3 separate regions of the Mus musculus genome follow, and all the other regions are linked to region 1. Evidence: chromatin contacts called from public promoter capture Hi-C data. All regions are on one chromosome and are shown on one strand. Each heading gives the region's core, a stretch centred on a gene start, on an enhancer-like site or on the middle of the called end of the contact. The rest is flanking DNA. Distances are from core to core; before and after follow the strand shown.

What was found. Promoter capture Hi-C pulls out the DNA fragments that hold promoters and counts their contacts.
Region 2: a contact with region 1 is called in a promoter capture Hi-C map of neutrophils, with 4 times the contacts expected there. The contact joins the promoter of Vmn2r19 here to the enhancer-like site in region 1. A contact is called at or near these places in 10 of 39 promoter capture datasets (the 3T3-L1 cell line, the HPC-7 cell line, HPC-7-derived erythroid cells and 6 more).
Region 3: a promoter capture Hi-C map of the HPC-7 cell line shows a contact between it and region 1, with 9 times the contacts expected there. The contact joins the promoter of Clec4e here to the enhancer-like site in region 1. A contact is called at or near these places in 10 of 39 promoter capture datasets (the 3T3-L1 cell line, the HPC-7 cell line, HPC-7-derived erythroid cells and 6 more).

Annotation. Positions count from the first base shown.
Region 1 is chr6:124,272,051-124,274,918 of GRCm38.p6, forward strand. No RefSeq gene overlaps it. Among named protein-coding and RNA genes, the nearest start is that of Gm25311, 31 kb to the right of the region's middle. Within about 2 kb of position 1,386, at least 53 of the 459 cell types and tissues checked have an H3K27ac peak or open chromatin away from gene starts, as enhancers often do. A contact at or near this core is called in the HPC-7 cell line, hematopoietic stem and progenitor cells, neutrophils and 1 more, where this site is marked.
Region 2 is chr6:123,306,820-123,309,806 of GRCm38.p6, forward strand. Vmn2r19 (vomeronasal 2, receptor 19) reads left to right here and starts at 1,514. Exons shown (of 6, transcript NM_001104632.1): 1 at 1,514-1,728; 2 at 2,806-2,987. The coding sequence starts at 1,514.
Region 3 is chr6:123,287,890-123,291,200 of GRCm38.p6, forward strand. It overlaps Clec4e (C-type lectin domain family 4, member e), which reads right to left and starts at 1,982. Exons shown (of 6, transcript NM_019948.2): 1 at 1,823-1,982; 2 at 1,005-1,100. The coding sequence starts at 1,859.

The DNA.
Region 1 (2,868 bases), core at 136-2,635:
CTAGAGTGCTATGAATGGCAGCTAACATCCATTCGCCTTACTGTCTCTCTCAGATCATTCCATGGCAACAGCTATAAGTGTGCTTTGCTTCCCAAGCACTGCATCTCCTGAGGCACAAGCTTCCAGAAGAAATCAATATTTCTCGAACCATCTATGTTTGTTTGTGTCTCGGAAAGTTCACTAAGGATTTTATAGTGATCGCCATGCATGACTGTACCACAGTTTCTGCAAGGCAGGAATGAATGCCAGTGTCAGGTGAGGCCAACTCTGTTCTGTCTCATACTGAGAGACCCGAGACACAGGGAAAGAGGGGAAAGTGTGCAAGCTTCCCTGGTAAGCATGTTGTGATGCTTCTCTGTGGGTCTGGGAGAGGAAAATATTAGACAGAGTACATGCAAATGTGTCATAAAAGAATGAGATCATGACTTATTTGAGAGAAGCCGGGAGTGGTATAAAAGGTGACAGTCTCACAAGAGAAACACAAGATAGTCATAAAGAGGGTGTGTAGGAAAGGAAGCAAATCCTGACGAAAAGATAGTTATCAATCCATGCTTGTTAAAGAGAGCTGTCTCTGTACTGTTGTCCACGTTTTCTACATATTTCCCTTCCTCCCTCCACTCTCTCTGTCATACACACTCACATACACACATTCACACGCATACAAACACATTCACACACGTACACATTCAAATACACACTCACATACACACTCACACAGTCACACACATTCATATACAGACTCTCTCTCTCTCTCTCTCTCTCTCTCTCTCACACACACACACACACACACAAACTCAAGCAGATGGAGATACTGAAACTAGACAAGACCTCAGGAACTATGCTGAAGGCCTGCTTTACAGGAAGAACTACCAACTATGGCATGCAGACACAGTTGGGGGTAAATGAAAACAAATGCTAAAGAATTAACTGTTTAGAAATAATATTGGGCGGCTTTGGCTTCCACACATCCATTTGGAGGCTTAACATGTATTTTCACATCTTTATAGGAAAGGATTTGCAGCATTGAAGGGTTGCATCTGACCCCTGTATCTCACTGAACTATCCTTGCTTTTCTGTGTCCCACATTCACACAAAACCCAGCAACAATCAAAAAAGGTCAAATGTACTTCATTGCACAGAATATGAGACTATGTGTCCCCAATACAAGCTATTGGGTCACATAAGCCTTCCCCAAATCCTGAAATTCCTCCATTGCTTAAATCACAGTTCCATATTCATTTCCTGGCCCTGTTTAGGAAGAGGTCACAGCCCTCATTTCTTCATTCCTTCCCAGTATACTTCCTCTTCATGATTACTTTCTCCCTGCCTCGTTAAGAGAGAAGCAGTGGCCAGGGACCATGGCCTGGGGAAGGAAGTAGAGTGTGCAAGAATCAACCACAGACTCTCCTAAACAGTGCCTCAGCACTCTTCTCAGGCTCAGTGCTGCTGACTCCAACCCGACTTGCCTGCGTCTTGCTGACCCACGCTCCCCTTCTCTTACCTCCCAGGGCTATCTTGCCTGTTCCCTGACTTCATTAGGAAACAATGCTGAGCACCATATGGGTGTGTGTTCCCTGAAAGCTTACATAGCAAGCTGTTGTACCATCCATGTACATAACAGGCAAACAGATAGAGTAGAGGCTCCGGTCAGAAGCATTTTCATTGAGCAACCCATGACTCTATATCCATTTGCTGCCTAGTGTAGAGAGTAAGTCTGAGGCCAGCTTAGTTTTGATGTTTTAGATAGCAGGTTGTCTATTCTTTAAATAAACAGGTGTTTTCTTCCAGAATTGTCCAATTATACTCAAAGGATATCCAAATTTTATGTGTATATGTTCATTATTTCCTAAAATAAGGTTTCTTTTCAAATCACATATTTAATGTATTTTTCCACACTGAGAAAAGTTCTGTTTTAGTACACATTTAAATTCTTGTTCTATCCCATTCATTGTAGCTTATACTTGTGGAAGGGTTTATTTCTTAAGCTATATTATTACTCTGTGCCCCATAGTTCTTTCTGTCCTCATCAGTAGTGTGACTGAAGGTCTCAGGTTTGCCCCTCTTTACAAACTGTTTTTCCTGTTCTGCCAATTGTCTGCTGTGTCTCCTGTAATAAATAGTTTGGCTTTGCTATCATGGTTCTAACATTCAGGGTTTTCTAACTTCACAAAGCTTGCACCCCAGCTCTCGCCACTATGTCACCATACCTTCCGTATTTTTTTTCCTATCTCGTCAAAGGTGACATCATCTGGAAACCTATTTAGGATGGCAAAACATCTAAATAAAATGCTCTGCCTCTCCTCACTCTCGGGAGTTGATTTTTGCCAAGATTCCTTTGTTTCCACATCTATGGCTCACACATACAATGCTGATTCTTATTCCTCACTGAGATACTGTGTGTGAGTGTGCATATATGTGCATACGTGTGTCTATGTGCATTCCTGTGCATGTGTGTGTGCATGCTTACTTCATCACATTTACAAATGAAGGACCTTCTAACGGACACCAACTTGAAACTCTAGCTTCCAGGAGTCCTTTTGCTGTGTCACAGTAACAGTTAAGGAGAGTCTGATGCACACTTTTTTACAACTTACGGGATAGTTGGATATTTACAACTCATTTTTATTCTCCACTGAAGATGCGGTTACATTCAGTTCGTTCCATACCCTAATCAGTTGTTGATATCAGCCTCAGAGAGATTTTAAAGTGATTGCTTTCAAGGAAGAGGAAACAAAATTGGGGTTTTCCAAGCTTACTAGGTTTTTTTGAGTGTAGCACAGACATTATTTCTGGATTAGAAAGCACTCATAAATACCATAATTACCCTTAAGGATGCCTGAAAGATATGACATTCTGAAACAACTATAG
Region 2 (2,987 bases), core at 264-2,763, 970 kb before region 1:
CTACTTGGTCATCTGCTTCTCTTTTTTCTTCCAATCCCATTTCCTTACAGGTTTGCTGTCTCCCTTGCACCCACGAATAACTGAATCCCGCGGGATGGGATAATTTGCCAGTAAATGGATAGAGATATCATCCTGAGTGAGGTAATTGAGTCCCCGAAAGATGAAGGTAGTATGTAACCACTTAGGTATGGATATTAGCCTTAAAGTAAAGAATAACCATGCTACAATCCACAGACCCAAAGAAATAAGATGAGGATAAGGTGTGATTTTCCTCATGTTCTGAGTAACAAAGCCTCTGTACACACTCTTACCTACAGGTTCTTACCCCCTTAGGAGCTGTGATGAAGTGTATTTTCCATGTGAATGGACTTAATCTGATTTGCAAAACAAGTGACATATATCTTTATACATCTGAATTTCTTATTACAAATATATATATTATATATATTCACATCAAAATACGGTAACAGTTATGCTTGGTGACGCACACCGGTATCTGCAACTAAGAAGATTGAGACAGGAGGTTCACAATTGCAAGGACAACCTGGGCAGCCTATTACATGCCTTTAAAGATTTAAAAAGGCTAAAGATGTGACTCTAAAGTAGAGTATTGCCCAGCATACACCATGCTCTAAGTGCAGTCTCCTAGAATGTCAGCACCAAAAATGAATGAATGAGAGAGAGAGAGAAAGAAAGGGGAAAAAAGAAAATTTGCTTAACACATTGGACCTCATTCATGCACAAGAGACATTTTTAAAAGCAATAAGTATCCCATGATTTGCTTTCTCTGTAGTAAATAATTCTGAAATCACACCAGTACTTGAAAAAAAACTGTGTGAAGTAAGTGTTTAGACTTAATTTTCACGATGTGTATTATTTCTATTCATAAGCATATACAATGTAAGATGTTAAAAAATACACATGTTAATAATTTGCCCTATATAGTAATCAAACATAATTTTTTCTAATGAGAGATTTTGTCTTGGACATACAGAAATATGTTAGAATTACATTTATGCTAAAAGATTATGAGTCCCGCCCTGCTCCCCCACTGAACCCTTTGATGTCATCTTTCAGATGACGCTTCATGACTTCATTATGTTTCCACTGGTTAGTCTCTCTTTACCTTGGGACCTTGAGAAGTCTCAGTTCACTGAGTGTAAACACCCCACAGGTGTTTGAGAGGACTTCACACTTTTCTTAATTGTGTGTTTTCCTGCCAACAATCAGGATTACTAGGTGCCAGGTTCCTGAGCCCTTGGAGACTCACAGTGACTCTGTGAAGGGGACATAATCTAGGGCTATGTAGGTGCAAAGCAGATTGTACTCCAGGGAACTGAGGAAGTGTTTGGATACTGGTGGGCCTGTATCAGGACAAAACAATGCTTTATAAACTTGATCAACACTGACCAGACAGCCACATGTTTTATCAGTTTGTTGATGTGTTATTGGGATCCATGACTCTCAACTGAACAGATTTCCGGGTTTTATCCATTTTTTTATCAACGTAAATATGAGATTACTCATTGCCTTCTCTCTCTGGATTATTCTCATTGTGTTCCAGGAACAAATGTCTTGTTTCTCCTTAAGTATACCTGCTTCTCCTGGCTACTATCAAGATGGGGATTTTGTGATTGGAGGACTCTTCTCCCTTAGAGTGATGATTAGACGCTTCATAAGTAAATTTAGCTTTAAAGATGCATTCTATTTATCAGAATTTCTTTATGCGTAAGTGTTTGGCTTCTCTCATTTAAAAATATTTCTTCAGGATTTCATACATATATATAATATATGTTGATCAAACCCTCCTCTACTGCTTCCCCCCACCCCAATGTCCACTGTCTCCTGTCTCAAGTTCATGCTCTCTCTGCCTCTCTCGCTCTCTCACACTCTCTCTCTCTCAACTTTATCTATTCTGTCTCCATCTCACTTTTTAATCTACTGAGTTCATTTAGGCATGCCAGTACTGCAGGAGTATAGGACATCATCTAGAGTGTAGGCAAACGAAACTTCCTGGAAGGAAACTGACTCTCTCTTCCCCAGTAGCCACCAAATACCAAGAGCTAATCAGCCATGACTTTCTCTCTGTGTGTCTCCTTCTACTCATGCGGAATCTCTTAAATATGTAAGAAGGTGTTGAAAGCACTTTGAAGTAAAAATTTTTTCTTGGTAGATATTTAGTGTATTGTACTGAAAACATGTTATTTTTCCTATTTAAATTGACATGACACTATTTTTTAAAATTGCTATGTTTGATCAAGCACTGTGTATTTTCCTGAGGTTTATTCTACTTTCGAAGACCACAAGAAATACTAAGTTTAAATGTTTGCTTTTCTCCTCCATTTCAATTTCTCAGACACGAATTGCACAGTAAAATGTGAAAATTGTATATTCAAAAGTATGTGTTGGTGCAAACCTTTAATCCCACAACCTGAGAAGCAGAGGCAGATGAATCTCTATGAGACTGTGGTTAACCTAGTCTACATAGTGAGTTTCAGTCCAGCCTGGGCTGAATAGTGAGACACTGTCTCAAAAAAATTCAAAAGCAAAAATTGTGCTATGAATCTTCATTTTAACACTAATTCTTCTACATTTTTAATATAGAATATCCTGTTTATTTCTTGGATTATTGTGTATATTCTTTATATGACTTAGATTATTAAAAATAAAAATCCAGAGTTTAAGAGGGAGCATGAGAAGAGCTACAAGGAGAAAAGAAAGGAAGGTAACTCATGTAATTATATTTTAATTAAAAATTAATATTAAAAAGAACACAAAAATTATCTTTATAATATTTCATCATAGGCATCTTACCAAACATTATCAACATATATTGGCAATGGTTTTTGCTACAGAAAAAATCAACAAGGACCCAAATATTCTGTTCAATATGTCCCTGGGATTCTATCTCTTCAATGTTGACTATCTTGAGATGAAGGCCATGGAAAGTTCTATGGCTTTGATCTCAGGAGAGAGCCCCCCAATTC
Region 3 (3,311 bases), core at 732-3,231, 980 kb before region 1:
CCCCACGCTTTCAGGACTTTGCCCAGCCCTCTCCAAGCCAGTGTACCAGCAGCATCGGGACACCTTGAGGGGAAAGGTGGAACCAGGAAGCGCAAATTAATATAGTGTCAAGTTGCCATTTATATATTTGTGTTTATGTCCATAGATGAATAAACACAGCGCAGCCTCCATCGCAGAGCCTGTCATGGTGGTGACTGGCAGAGGATGAAGAAGTACAGGACTACACAAGGTGCTGAGAATAAATAATGGATAGTGTTCATCTCTAAACCAGATATTAATCACCCATTTTATGGTGTTGGGTACACTGCAGAAAAGGGAAAGAATGTAATAGCCTGAATAAAAGGCGAATAGTTGGGAAAACGGCATCTTCTGGAGAGGACACAGCTATTACAATCACAAACCAACAGGCCTGTGCTGGGTTTGCCAAAGAATGGTTGGAGAAGGGTACGTCTTCTGTTGGAGTGCTTCCTATTGATAGATTCAGGGAGTGGGGAAATTGCTCCTTTCAATTGTGTACTCTGAATGACCCTATCATTCTCCAATGGATACCCTCCTCCAATGGATGTTCTCCCCCAATGGATGCCCTCCTCCAATGGATACCCTCCTCCAATGGATGTTCTCCCCCAATGGATGCCCTCCTCCAATGGATGCCCTCCCTCTGTGATCATACAGATGGCCCATGTTAAACCCAACTAAACTAAACTAAACTAAACTAAACTAAACTAACTAAAACTCATGAAACTGAGAAAGGAAGCAGGTGGGGTTAGTAGTGAAGGGAGGTACATAAGAGAGGGTGTGAGAGAAAGAGTAATGGAAAACATTATATACACATATGAAACTGTTAAACAACAAAGTCGGTCAAGAATAATTAAATATAGCATGCACAAAACTTTATTAAAACAAAACCAAAAAGCCTCTTTATAGGAAAAGTGATGCACCAAGCAAGAATCTACTGCTAGTGTTTGCCATGGAGAGACAGAGTGAATCTGATCATCAGAACCCACCGACACATCTGGTGATGAAACAGCCACTGAGAAACAGGATGGAGGCCCCGGCTATCGTCCAGGAGAGCACTTGGGAGTTTTTGAAGCATCCTCTCTCTGTAGGAAGAAGGATAAAATACACAGTGGATCTTCCCAAAGCAATATACGAACGAGATTTGAGTTGACTTTATCTTTACTCCTTCCTGTTTTCATTTCATATCTACCAGTCCCCAGGCTTGCCCATGCATCCGTGCCCTCTGGAGACTGTTGGTCCTCACCCAGAAAGCTAACAATCCAGGCGAGCCGTGTGGAAGCCTCTGCTTCCGGCCGATGTTAGCCTGGAAACCACACCTTAAGAAGTCTGAGCTTTTCATTTCTACTCTCCCCATTTAAAATGCTTCTGCACTTTAAGGACTGCCCTCCGTGCTTCCTCCCTTTCTTCTCTTCTCATCTTACCTCACTTTCTCCCTTTGCCTTTCTAGTCTTTCTCCTGCTGGGCTCTTCTCAGCATTTCATTTTTAAGCTTTTTGTAAATTAGACCAAACAGTTGGCAGCCATGCAGTAAGTACTTTCTTATGCCAGATATACATTTTACAGACAATTCGAGTAAATTCCACAGAAGTGAAGGACTTGCTCAAAGACATTCAGAGTATCACAGAAGGTAGAAACAGTCAGCAGGCAAGCTCCTCCCACCTCCCTTGGCCCCTTCTCCCAGACTCCTCAGCAAGAGCTCTGACCTTTCCTCTCTTTTGTTTTGTTTCCACCTCAGTAAGTGCTTTTCTATCACCCTAGCCCTTGGCAAACTTCTAAGAGAGTCAAGGAGGATGCCTAGATTGTACCTGTGTGGTGGGATGCAGGCGATTTGGTTGAATTCATTCTTCCTTTTTCCTGCCTTTCTTCCTTTTCCTTCTCTTCTCAGTTTAGAAAGAGCCCCTGGAAAGTGAGTCTTGAATGGTGAATCCTTGGCCCTCTTTTTAAAAGTTCAAGACTAACAGACCGGATAGCACAGTATGTCAACGTGCTTTATAGATGTGCAATTAAGTCAGAATTTCCTCTCTTGCACAAGGACAAGGAGTTTAGTGGACACCACGCCAATTCTCACTCCAGACCACAAAAGAGGAAATGATGAAGTATATGCTAAGCATCAAGAGAAATGGCAGAGAGGCCTGAAAAATATATCTGTGTTATTTTAGTTGGTAAATGCCTTACTTTTCTCAAAGTCTAACTTGGTCCCGATTTTCCTTTGGCACTATGTGCCTCAGTACCACATTCTGAATTCTTGTTGTTTTTTGTTTGTTTGTTGTTTCTATCAAGTATACATTTGTTCACAGACAGGAGGCTGAGAGCCTCTAAATTATCTCTGCCCACACCACACAGCTGGGAACATAATGTGCATATTTACAAGTTGGCAATGAAAGTTTTCTTTAGGTCCTTTCTGTTCCTCTTCCTTTACCAGCTCTTAGGTGCTCACTGTGTGGAATCTGACCCCTTTACCAAGATGCTATCCACTGGACTGTTTTATAGATCAGCCACACATGCCTTTGTGAGTCAGTTCAGTTTCTTAAACTGACACACAATGTCTAAGGACTCATTAGGTACTTTAATTCTATTTTTTATTTATTTGGAAATTTTAGAGGAGGAACAGATTTGAGTGTCAGCAGAAGCAATTTCAGTTAGACAGAACTCAGTGTTTGTCTGGAATGTGAGCTTGATATAGGATGTCTTTCCTTAACTTCCTACAAGTTTTCTAAAGACTCTTTAATGTCTGTAAAAGTCACACTAGTATCAGCTGTCTTGAGGTTATGAGTGTCAGGAGATAGAAGTGCTACACATATGACTTGGTAATCCCCGTGTTTGATGAGCCAGATTTCCTATGTGCTACACAATATTTTTTTTGCCTCAAGGAAACTTTCTATTATTTCCACAGATTGGAAATTTCCCTCAGAACTTTTTATTTTACAGACACGTGGATTTTTTTCAAGTATCTTGAAGCATATTTTAAAATTGATATGGCTTGGTTGAGTTGTCACTGAAATTTCATATGTAAGGCTTTGCTCCCCAGAGAAGAGGCTTTGTGGATGTATAGAGATGAGCTCTTGTGAAATGGCCATAGCTTCAGTGGCTTTGAAAGAGTCTGAACTATTTCAGTCTTCAATGGTTTCTTGACTTCTATCATGGTGTGCCATCATTTCCAAGATCCAAACCATGGGGTTACCAAATCCTTGACCTGATACTCCAGACAAACATGCCAAAAGAAAACTTTATTTCTGTATCATTGGTCTTTTGTGTCTCAAGATTCTTTTTGTAGGCTAGACTAACTTTTGAAAC